3 separate regions of the Mus musculus genome follow, and regions 1 and 3 are each linked to region 2. A link is a contact called in public Hi-C and HiChIP or PLAC-seq data. All regions are on one chromosome and are shown on one strand. Each heading gives the region's core, a stretch centred on a gene start, on an enhancer-like site or on the middle of the called end of the contact. The rest is flanking DNA. Distances are from core to core; before and after follow the strand shown.

The links. Hi-C and Micro-C count contacts between places; a contact is called where the count stands out from the background. HiChIP or PLAC-seq counts read pairs in DNA pulled down with a chosen protein or histone mark.
Region 1: a contact with region 2 is called in an H3K27ac HiChIP or PLAC-seq map of embryonic stem cells, with 8 read pairs. The contact joins two enhancer-like sites. A contact is called at or near these places in 6 of 484 Hi-C or Micro-C datasets (bone marrow-derived macrophages, cerebellar granule neurons, differentiating embryonic stem cells and 1 more), 5 of 115 datasets of contacts at active chromatin or transcription factors (embryonic stem cells and extraembryonic endoderm stem cells) and 1 of 9 other capture datasets (embryonic stem cells).
Region 3: a Hi-C map of extraembryonic endoderm stem cells shows a contact between it and region 2, with 2.5 times the contacts expected there. The contact joins two enhancer-like sites. A contact is called at or near these places in 3 of 484 Hi-C or Micro-C datasets (bone marrow-derived macrophages, extraembryonic endoderm stem cells and nephron progenitors), 4 of 115 datasets of contacts at active chromatin or transcription factors (embryonic stem cells, extraembryonic endoderm stem cells, hepatocytes and 1 more) and 2 of 9 other capture datasets (embryonic stem cells and embryonic tail).

Annotation. Positions count from the first base shown.
Region 1 is chr10:17,574,016-17,577,939 of GRCm38.p6, reverse strand. The region is part of intron 3 of Gm32543 (a long non-coding RNA gene); the gene reads left to right. Among named protein-coding and RNA genes, the nearest start is that of Gm32656, 84 kb to the left of the region's middle. Within about 2 kb of position 1,884, at least 167 of the 459 cell types and tissues checked have an H3K27ac peak or open chromatin away from gene starts, as enhancers often do. A contact at or near this core is called in differentiating embryonic stem cells, embryonic stem cells and extraembryonic endoderm stem cells, where this site is marked.
Region 2 is chr10:17,229,200-17,233,168 of GRCm38.p6, reverse strand. No RefSeq gene overlaps it. Among named protein-coding and RNA genes, the nearest start is that of Gm20125, 140 kb to the right of the region's middle. Within about 2 kb of position 2,673, at least 99 of the 459 cell types and tissues checked have an H3K27ac peak or open chromatin away from gene starts, as enhancers often do. A contact at or near this core is called in differentiating embryonic stem cells, embryonic stem cells and extraembryonic endoderm stem cells, where this site is marked.
Region 3 is chr10:17,667,393-17,671,212 of GRCm38.p6, reverse strand. It overlaps Gm32543 (a long non-coding RNA gene), which reads left to right. Exons shown (of 4, transcript XR_001779719.1): 2 at 3,082-3,169. All of the region lies in intron 2 of Gm32656 (a long non-coding RNA gene), which reads right to left. Among named protein-coding and RNA genes, the nearest start is that of Gm32656, 9.5 kb to the right of the region's middle. Within about 2 kb of position 1,627, at least 32 of the 459 cell types and tissues checked have an H3K27ac peak or open chromatin away from gene starts, as enhancers often do. A contact at or near this core is called in extraembryonic endoderm stem cells, where this site is marked.

The DNA of each region.
Region 1 (3,924 bases), core at 635-3,134, 350 kb before region 2:
TTCTTTTGAGAGTAGGTACCTTTGGACTCAGTTGAAGACCCTTGAGTCCAGGGCCCAGACATACCTTAACTAACAACAACTATGCAATCATTCTCAGACAGACCTTCTGCAAAGGAAATAACAAGTTGCATAAAAGACAAGAAGGGACTGCTTGTTATGACTTACTTACTGCCTAGAACTTGAGTCCCTGTCCATTTGGTTTCACCCAAACATGTCAGGTGATCTGGCCACAGGGCCAGGTGTGACTCCAGATTGTATTTTGCTGTAATTAGATCACCAGCTGGAGCTGGAGAGCTGACCCTGGTGAACCTGGCTGTCAGATACACATTGGTGAAGAATTATCTTGTGTGTGTGTGTGTGTGTGTGTGTGTGTGTGCGTGTGTGTGTGTGTGTGTATGTGTGTATTTTGAGACAGGTTGTCTCTACACAGCATTGTCATCCTGGAACTCACAAGGTTGGCCTTGAACTCACAGAGATCTGACTGCTTTTTTCAAGTGCTGGGTTAACATTTTGGAAGAGAGCACAGAAACAAGCAGGTGCCTGGCATCTGAGACTTTGATTATCACTATGTTATTAAACTGACATTCGAGTTAAAAGCATTAAAGACATTGCTTGCTGGGAGTAATGTGTAACATTGAAGATAGACCAGCAACAAAGTATGCTCTCCCTGTCTCCTCCATCCCTCTCTTTCTCTCTTTTTATCCTTTGCTTCAGTTTTTCTGCCTACAGTTGCAAGAAGGGAGTGAAGGAAAAGTCGTTCTCATTTAATCTTCATTCCTTGGCAAGATGGACCGTAGATGGCATCTGAGCAGTGCTAGGCCCTGGAGTGAGCATTCTGAGCTGCAGCTTCACAATGCTTGCTGAGGTGGAGTCTATTCAACAAGTAATCAACACCCAGTTAACTTTCAGTTGAAGATGAAAACAGAAACAGAGTTCAAACCAACCAAGGGTGTGAATCACGGTGGATTTTAATTACAAATGAAAATGTACTTTGAGAGAGACACATGATAGGTACAGAAAGGTTTGTATTCCAGTCAGGAGCCTATAGGTGACCACCTTCATATCTCAACCCCCTCTTCATTATATAATACTTAAATATGTTGATTTCTTTTTCCTTATTCTACCCAATTATCAGTAAAATTGCATAGGCTATCTCTGGGTGTTCTCTCTCTGGTATCTAGCAAGTCTAGTTAAAGTTAGTCTGGGAAGCATTTTTGGTGTTTGTGAGAGAGGAAATGTGGGTGAAAGGAAAACAGGCTTTTCCTGTAGGGGTGAGTCTAGACTCCCCTGGATTATTCATTAGAGAGGAGATCTTTTGTAAATCAGGGCCATTGTACAATTTACAAATGATTAAGCATTATTTGTCTTAAAAAGTTTTCCATTTATTTACAAAATTGGCTTTGAGTTTGGAGAAGATAAAATTGTTAATAGATTCTCAGCAGGGAAGGAAGTTTCCAGAATAGTGGCTAGCTGCTTCTATCAAGAGTGCACTGGCTTAGGGTGGTATGCTGGTGCCTGCAACTTCAGTTCAAAGTCCTTTTTCCTTGCTCAACTTGAACACACAGGCTTGGCTGCTAAGGCTATTTTTCTCTTTGTTTTGTTTTGCTTTTAACCATCTAATTAAGAATTCTGGATATAGATTAACTCTCTCCCACTCTTTCCCTTCCTTTGCTGTTTTAACTGACTGGCGACTAAGCACCATAGTGCTTTGAAGGATTTCCTATTTTGATGGTAAAAATCCTTGTTTATCTTAGCGAAAACCATTTTCTCTGTATCTGTCAAGGCTCTAATCTTGCCCTTCTGACTCCTGAGTCCTGAGTCCTTTTCTTCTACAGTTCAGGAAGGAACAATTAAGCAATCCAGCCCTGTTTCTTCTGAAAGTAGTGGGGGAAAGACTCAAGAGCCCTTGTGCTGAGTCATTATCAACACAGATACTCTGTCTCCACTGTGCAGGAGAGTTAAAGCACAAAGCCTTTGTCTAAGCCCGAGAAGTAAATGTGGGAGTGAAAAGAAGGCTGAAGGGAAGCCTTTTTCTGAGCAGAACTTTATGCCCTTTAAATTATGGTCTTATTGGAATGAATTTAGGATCAGGTTTCAATTTGCTTATAGCAGACCGTGAGATTAAACCCATCCAATAAACCTAAGAGACATGCATGTTGGATTGAACACTTCTGTTCCTTCCATACTCCCTCTCTTATGTCGTTGATTGCTCCTTTTGCAACCCTCTCTCTCCCCACCCCTTTCTTCAAGCTCACAAGCAACCCTAAGGGTTGTACATTTCCCTGTTCTTTGTCCCTAGGTGTCCTGGGATGGGCAGATTGGTGTGTCCAGGGAAAGCTGCGTTCCAGTGAGTGTCAGGTCACGCCCAGACTGCGTCTTCATAGCCCAGTGAAACCACAGGGAGGAAGAGACAGAGACACTGAATCCTAAGAAAAACTTCTGCTTCGCTGCCATCGTTTTCCTTGGGTAGACAATGGAGGATCTTGCCATTCTAACCCCATTCTGACTGGAGATCTGCTCCTCTCTCCTTCACAACTCACACACCAGGGATTCGAGAAGTTTCTTTGCAGCTTTCCATCTAGCTCTGACTTCCTAACTTCCTCCCCAGATGGCTACTTTTTTGTCCTTTTCTCTGTAGCCCCTCATTCTCTCTGGTATCACATCTTCATCTGTACCTCCTCAGAGCCAGACACCAAGAGTCTTGTGGCCCTCCCCAACTTGTTTCCTGCTTAGTGATGAGCAACTGTCCAGAGAACCAGGAAAACCTCTGGTTTCTGACTGCTGTAGATTGCTGTTGCATAGGCCAGGCCCAACACCTCCTAATACAGGAAATGGGGGTGGGTGAGGAAAACGACCGTGGAAGCCTTCTGGTAAACAGAGGTCAGAGAGCCTGTGAAAGACCAGGACATTGAAGACCAGCCTGGAATCTGTTTTGCTGCTCTGTAGAGCACTCTAACCCCCTTATCAGTCAGAAATCCAGTTGTGTCACTTTCTGCATGGTCCTTTTCTCTTCCACTTCCGTGGTCTAGTTGAAGCCATGGAAATGCTAACAGTTCTTTGTTTGTTTGGTTTGGTGGTGGTTGTTTTGTACGGGTTGCTGCGGGGGTGGGGGTGGGGGGATCAAACTACCCCAGCTCTACACATGCTTTGAGAAGTCCTAAGCTTCACACTCTTTGCAGAAAAAGATTATCTATAGCTGCACACAGTATCAACTAATGAAATAAAAGGCCATGAATCTGGAGGAGGAGGAGATGGGAAAGTTCTGAAGAAGGAAAGGGAAAGGAGAAATGTAATTGGATTACAATTTAAAAAATAAGCAGCAAAATCATTTTTATTGGATATTTTATTTGTTTACATTTCAAATGTTATCCCCTTTCTCGGTTTCCCCTCTGCAAATCCCCCATCCCATTGCCCCTTACCCTGCTTCTATGAGGGTGCTCCTTCACCCGTGCACCTACACCCACCTCACTGCCCTAGCATTCCTCCACACCGGGGCATCAAGCCTTCACAGGACCAAGGGCCTCCCCTCCCATTGATGCCAGATAAGGCCCCTTCAGCTCCTTCAGTCGTTCTCCTATCTGCTCCACTGGGGTCCCTGTGCTCAGTCCAATGGTTGACTGAGAGCATCCAAATCTGTATTGTTCAGGATCTGGCAGAGCCTCTCAGGAGACAGCTGTATCAGGCTCCTGTCAGCAAGCTCTTCTTGGAATCAGCAATAACGTCTAGGTTTGCTATCTGCATGTGGGATTGATCCCCAGGTGGGGCAGTCTCTAGATGTCCTTTCCTTCAGTCTCTGTTCCACTCTTTATCCCTGTATTTACACGTGGGTTCTTTTGTGATTGAGTTACCTCACTCAGGATGATATTTTCTAGATCAATCCGTTTGCCTTTGAATTTCTTGAAGGCATTGTTTTTAATAGCTGAG
Region 2 (3,969 bases), core at 1,424-3,923:
ACTAATAGGTTGGAAGCTTTTGTTTCCTTGTTACTCATCCTGTTTCATCTCTGTATTAGTTAGCACTGGATGCTGTAACAAAACAGCACAGTTGGTCGTTTATCACAGCAAAAGCCCCAATAATTTGAAAGTAAGAGTCTACTGGAATAAAACGAAAATAGACAATGTACTTGTATAAGAAAATAAGATCCAGTTTCCCAGGGTCTCTTCACTTGAAACCCAGCAAGTTCATCTGTCAGGTGGGGAATTTTTCTGTGATGTAGTGTGTCTGTGTGCATTCTGAGCAGCTGTGTTCTGGACTACATCTCCTTTTCCTGGAGCAAAATCATTTCTTTTAGGACAAAAGGTACTGAGCAATTGGAGATTGAATTTATGTTTGCAACTCTAATAGAGATTCAGCAGGCAGAAGCTTTTGAAAATGAGTCACCCGGCGAACTGAAGTGACTGGGCAGCGAGTACTCAAAAGCCTTTTCTCAAGACAATGCTGGGCGCTTTAAAAACCATCATTAACAAGAGATGGTCCTACTGGAACTTGTTAGGGAGCCAGAATAAAATAAGAAAACATGGTAACTGTCTTAGTAATGGCTTCGGGAATTTTCCGTTTTATTGTATGTGGTTTTAGGCTTTCTAAATATGGTTGCCTCTTTAAGTAAAATATTGGTACTGCATGATAAAATTACTTAAAAGTGTGTGTGTGTGTGTGTGTGTGTGTGTGTGATTTTTGTTTCTGGCCTTCTTTTTTGGAACCACATACATGATTAAGACTTCCAGTTAGTTGTCTTGGAGACTTCTGCTTGCAAACAGCATGTCGACAAACTTCTTAGAAGATGCTTGGTAGAAGGAAAAACAAGAATGGCTTAAAAGGAAACTATGAACTGGGAGAGGCTGATGCCAGGCTAGGTTGAAATTCAAATTCTTTGTCACTTCCTCTATGATAATTCACATATTACTACTTGAACCAAGTGTGATTGATTGTGGGTTTGGTTGTTGGGCGGGGGGTGACCGTAGTACTGAAAATGGAGCCCACAGTCACACGCATGCCAGGCAAGTGCTTTTTCATTTACATCCTCCACCCAGTTGTCCACATTTGTCAAGCACTGTTTGAGACCCATGGATGTGAGTGTGTGTGTGTTTGTGTGTGTGTGTTTGCCTCATTGCACAGATGATTGAAAATAAGAATGAAAGCTATTTTAAAGGTACTTTTTTTTTTTTTTTAAGGAATGGAAGTTCACCAGATGGTAGAATCAGCTATTGAAAACTGGCAATGTAATCTGAATAAGACCTCATACAAAGAGCTGTGGTAACTGCTCTGGTGCCATAGTGGCTGTAATAATTACTCCAACAATCCACTGGTTTTGAGTTACTTCTTTCATTGATTCCTTAAAATTTTGAAGTTTATAGAACTCAATTATATCACCCAAGAGACTATCAAGTTCTAGGAGTGAGCAGAAAGTTTGGAGGAGTCTCAGCTCATCAGCTGGGTGGGGAAGGAGTCTGAATATGTTTTTTTTTAAACTTAAGGGAGCTTTCCAGTTGGTGTGGGATCTCTACAAGGCAAAGTGAAAGACATTCTAGAATCACTCTGTAAAGAACTTTGAGCCTATACATGGTGAGTGAGCATGCGCAGAAATTCTGAGTGTAGAACCAATGGTTTTTGGCCCAAGATCCTGATTTCATCAGGGGAATGCTTTTCTCTCCAGAACTATGCTGTTCTGGTGGTGAAATCTATGTTTCTTTCTTCTACAGAAACAAAGAAACATCGGGGGCTGGGAGAGGGGAATTTAAATGAATAAAAATACCCAATTTGTGCATGTGTTCGACTTGTATGGAATTTTATTGTCCCTTGTTTGGATTTGTTCTATCTAGTTGCCTGTGGTTAAGAGCAGAAGGTGAAGCTAAGTAGAAACACAGGTAATGGCCTGATTGCCTTTCATGCTTTGTCCCTGGCAAATGAATGCATATTCGGTTGAAGCTGATTATGAACTACTTAGCACAAATGGAAGAAGTCAAGTTTTGTGCTCTCAAGCAATCATACTTTGCATTGTGCTAGTGACTTTAAAATTATAATTAAGCAACATTGTGTATTTCGGCTTCTTTTAGAAGTAAATCTAGCCTGAGTTTCAGCACATTTGGTCCTTTTTTGTTTGTTGTCCTTTTTTGTTTTTTATTCCTACTTTTGTAAATGGTAAAAAAAAAAAAAAAAAAAAAAAAAAAAAAAGATTGTCAAATACCAAATCTAGAGTTTTCATGTTGCTGTCATAAGGTTGCATCCACGAGCAAATCCACATATTTATCAGAATAATAAAGAGATCAGTCTCTCTGCCTGCCTGCCCCTACTCCTAACACAAAGTGCTAATCACAAGTATTTTCTGGATGAAGTGATGACAGATGTCACCAAAATGTTCCTATTTCCTATAAACAAGGCCCTCTCAGCATGCGCACGCACACAGACATGAAAGACAGTAGAAACACACCTCTTGTTTGGGAAGCGGCTGAAGGGTTTCAGAGTTTCAGAAAGTAGCCCAGTGCCAAGAATCAGGCAGCATTTTTAGCATTCCAGAAAGAATCACAAAGTGTAGCGGGCCTAGGGAGAAGGGCCTACAGAATGGGAATTGTATCCTGGGGGAGGGGAGGAGAACGGACAGTTCTTTATATCCTTCTTTTCTAGGAAAAAAAAAAAAAAGAGCAGCCAGCAGAAAGGAGGCAGGGATCAACGTGGGGTGAGGGTGGAGGGGCCGGCAACTGCTGAGCCAGTCAATAGACAGATTGTTCATCACACGTTGCCAGAAGATTAGCTGAGCAAATGCACAGACAATGCTGATTACTGACTTGAAATGCATCAGTTCTTACCGAGGAGAACAAAGCCTGTCTAGATCACTACCCTACGGCCCAACCACACTAATGGCACCCAGCTACGCTTAGCATCATGTTTAGAGCTGAGAAATGTGGGCACCCCTGGCTCTTTGTATTCACTAACAGATAGTCTCTCATCTCCAGAATGGCCTCGAGAGATACAGATCTTATTTCTCCCGGGCTCTCCAGGGACAGTGGTCTTATAATCACACCCCTGCATGTGTCTGCCCTTTCCCGTGTCAGCTGGGTGTTTCTTTCTCTTTAATCGGAGACGGCAGATATCATTGCATTGTTACAACTTGGCCTCTTTCTCACACTGACCTTGCGAACGCAGGTAATCGCATGGGAGAAGAATTTAAATTCCTCTCCAAGAGCATTCAAAAGAACTTGCAGTCTCCAACAGTTATAAATATATTTGAATATTTTAAAGTCATGAAATGAAGTTTTAAAAAAAGGATTGCTTTTTATCCTTTTTCCAAATATTTTTCAGACAAAGACTTTATTATTTGTTTTATCTGGACTTCCTTTCTTCTTAAGAGTCTTCTAGTGATTTGATTTCACTGTCTTGCTTTGAAAGTTTGGTTTGGGCACCTAGGAAATAGATTATGACCTTGGGTTGACACTAATTCTGAGATGTCCTAAATTTTCAAAGTGTCTCTTCATGCAATATTACCATATCCATTAAATGTCACCTTTCCATTTAATTGATATTATAATTACATTTTACATATGTAAAAATAGTCTTGATAGTTTTCATAGATTTGTGTTATTCTTTATCAGAGGCCTTTTTCTTTTCACAAGATAAAAAAGCTTGGCTTTCTTCATAGGCTTTTATTAGGATTCACCAGGACTGAAGCACCAGAAGGCTCCCTTGTCTTGCCTAAGCCCCATTGATACCTTATACCTTAGTGGGCTGGCAACTTGGCTTCCCCTTGGTACTTTCTAAATGAGCAGCCCAATCTTAGTTTACTTTTATTAACTTACTAACACCTAACTTCTCTAAATTAGCCAAACAATTTTCAAACACTTCACAATAATTTGTAGAAGCCAAACCCACTCCTTCCTTCCTTCCTTCCTTTCCTTTTTCTTCTATCTTCATTCCTTCCTTTCTTATTC
Region 3 (3,820 bases), core at 378-2,877, 440 kb before region 2:
TAGTTACGGTTTTATTGCTGTGAAGAGTTCTACATCTTGAGTTCTACATCTTGATCCTAAGCCAGACAGGAGAAGAATCTCTGTTCTGAACTGGGTAGAGCTTGAATATAGGATATCAAAACCTACCCACACAATGACCACACCTCTTCCAACAAGGCCACACCTCCTCCAACAAGGCCACACCTCCTCCAACAAGGCCACACCTCCTCCAACAAGGCCACACCTCCTCCAACAAGGCCACACCTCCTCCAACAAGGCCACATTCCTAATAGTGCCACTTCCCATGGACTAAGCATACTCAAACTGCCATAATGAAACAGTTATTTCCTAGGAGCTGGGCTCTGAACCTTGTATAGAGGACTGAGTCTTTCACACATGAACTCTTGTGGAGACATCTCATGTCTGGACTACAACACAATCTCCAAATTATTGCCATCAATCTATTTATGGTATCTAGACTGTCCACTTATGACTGGTTCAACTACCATGGCAGCAGTCTTAGAATCAATCCTCATGCTTCTAGGACAAAGCCCTCTAGGACATTCTCTATTCTGCTATTGGAAGAATTGTGCTAAAACAACAACCCGGTGTATTACTCATTGCCAGCAGGTAGACTGGATGATATGTAAGGATTGATATTGTTCATCAACTTAATGCCATCTAGAATCCCCAGGGAAACAACCTGGAGCACGTTAGTGAGGAGTTTTCTAGATTAGGCTAGTTGAGGTGGGAAAACCTACTCTAACTGTCAGACTGAATGAAAAGGAGAGAGTGAGTCGAGCAGCAGCATCATTTCTCTCTTCAGGCTTCGGCTACCATGACTTCTGCAGCATGAGCTTAAACTGTGAGCCAGAATAAGCCACTCATTCCTCAGGTTGGCTCTGTCAGGCCTCTTGTCCCAGAAGCATGTAGAATGACTAACACAGTATGTGACATTCTGTCACAGACCTATCTCTCTCTGTCTTCCCTTTGACCTCTGTGAATCAGCAATGCTCCACTTCTTTCCAGATGTCTAACCCCTCACTCACTTTCTGCCCATCCCCACTCCCTGCTGGGCTAGCTTCCTCTGTACGTGTAGACCCAGTTAAGTGGTTCTCCTTTATTTGCTCCAGAATCCCATGGGTCCCACACTTATCTTGTCCTCTCTGCTCAAGTATAAAAGCTCTTTGTTGCACATCATTTTACACTCAGAGCCTGAGACGCAGCATATGTTCAGCTAATCTTTGCTGGATAAATGAGGAGTGTATAATTGATCTATTTCCCAGGTAAAGAATCAGCGGTTAACTCACACCTCCGAGTGACGCAGGAAGTCTAATTCAGTATTGTTTCCAAGATATCATCTATCAGTGCTCACAGAGACCTTGCTGACATACACAATGGAATGGAACCTTTCTAGCACGAGATACCACTCTGCAGGCTTGTCTGTTTGTGACAGAAAAGCAGCACTCAGTAACTACCAGGGAACAAAGAATGCACGTGACTGATCCAGGAAGACGAAGACTGGAAATGGAGGGTGCACATTTCAGTTCTGTGTGGTCTTTTAGCGATCAGTTCCTCTCAGACTCTCTCTGTCTCCATAACATGAATGGGCATGGTGTTTAGTCTTCTGTTTAATGTACTTCCCCATATGCCACGCGTCACGTGTCACAGTGCTCTTTAAACTACTTCCTTGCATTGGCTTTGAGAGCGTTTGGTCCCAGCAGCATGTAGAATAACTAACATTGTGTGTGTGTGTGTGTGTGTGTGTGTGTGTGTGTGACATTCTTTCCTAAAGGACTGAGCAAGTGACCGCTGAGATGTATCGGGAAATATGTATACTCTGAAACTTGACCTAGGTATCCTAAATGACACGCTGGTCTCAGATATAGAAACTTCTACCATTCCACTGCTGGCTTCTAACCAGTAATCAAGATTCCATTTAATCCCTGCCTAAATATCCCTAGCTCATGTTATGGAAGAGCTGACACTAGGTGGAATGGATTTTGAATATATAAAGTAGTACGGGTGTCTCCCTCAGCCAGTTAGCCTAGTTTGAGTAAAGTAGGTATTTTACTGTAACTGTCTGAAGGAAATTTCCCAGCCTGTATCTTCTAATGGAGCAAGGACTCCAGGCTAGTCCAGTGCAGGGTCAGGTTCAAACACACAGACCAATCTTCCACTCACTCTGTTACCAGCAGGTCCTGATTGTGGTTATAGGTGACATCACTCATAAACACAGTCAAACTAGAGGCCAGTTAAATACCTGTGGCCTCACCTCATGCATAAAGACCTCAGCTGTAGTCAAGTTTTTCAACGGGGAAATTCTTAGAGAATGGAGCAACTAATTCCATTTGAGCTAGAGGTAGAAACAGTAGCTGAAAAGACACTGGAGAGAAAACCTGAGGTGAAGTTTAGGCAGAGGTGTCATGGTGACCTGAAAATATGAAGAAGCAGACACTGAGTTTGTAAATATTCAGAGGCCCCTCTTATATTTTCTGGTATAACGTAGTCTGGAATAAAGACTGGGTTAAAGGGAGAAGAGTAGTAGATGACAAGGTGACAAGGCTTACTTAACTGCAAATGCAAACTACAGCTTCTGAAGAGCTGTCTCTGGGTCCGCACCACGTTCTGATCCAGTTCCATGCTCAGAAATGTACAGGACTGGTTCTGACGCTTTGATTTAATTGCGAATCTGTGTTTATTTATGCTGAAGGTCCTTGCTCTCAAATGATTTTTGATCTATCAATAAAAATGCCAGTGGCGAGTGGCTGGCTGGAAAGAAAGAGGTAGGACTTCCAGGTTTCCACAGTCAAGGAGAGAGAGGGCAGGAAGAAGAGAATCAAGATACTTGGAGAGAGACGGAACAGACTCAGAGCTACAGGGGAGATCTTCTAAAATGTAGGCAAGGGAAAGAGGCCCATGAAAGGGGAGCCCAAGAGCATCTTGGGCAGCAAGACCAACTACACCGAGGGGAGATTTAGAGTCCTTGAGCTATGAGTAAAGGGAAGGGCACGATAGCTTCAGGAGGCTTAGAAGAGCCCAGCCACTGAGCCAGTAAGACAGGTTAAAAATGAGCTAATGTGTGCGTGTCCTTCATCCAAGGATCTGAAATAGTTCCTGGGCAGATGTACAGCTGCAACTCACTGGGAGCTCAAGGTGGTCTAGCCCAGACTACCCACTACACAGAAAGGTACGTCCTACGACACTGCCTGCTTTTCATTTCATCAGCTTTCTTCTCTAGAAATATTGTGATAACAACCACTTGTTATCATGTAATAGATAAACAAGACACCATAGGGCAGGAAACATGAAAAAATATTCTGACTCATTGGCTCTGGCCAGTGGTCTGGCTCGCAGATGGCTTGGTATCTTGGTCACTCTTCTCCACATTCATATAACATTCTCATCTGTATAGCACAGCTCTAATCATCAATTATAAAGCCCCTACATTTGGGTATATAAGAAAATATTGAACTTAGATTTCCATAGTTGGGTCCTATGGACCCCAAGAAAACTCTGTATGATCCTGAGGGTGAGTGGGAAACTCTTCAAAACTGTATGCAGTGGAAGTGTGTGTCATTGTTGTAGGAGAAAGTTCATAACTTTAACATTCCCAGAGCAACCTGTAACTACCCCAAGTTAAAGGTCACTAGTTTGTGAGCTCAGACTCCAGGATCAGAAGAAACTTGTCTGAAATCCAAGCTGTGCCTGTTTATTCTGCACTTGATGCTACACATGAAACAGTTCTGACACAATAGCACCTCCACCTAAGAGCAATGGGAACTCAGAAACAGCCCACAGAACATTTTTATCAGGCTCTCAATGGTGGTAGATATAATTG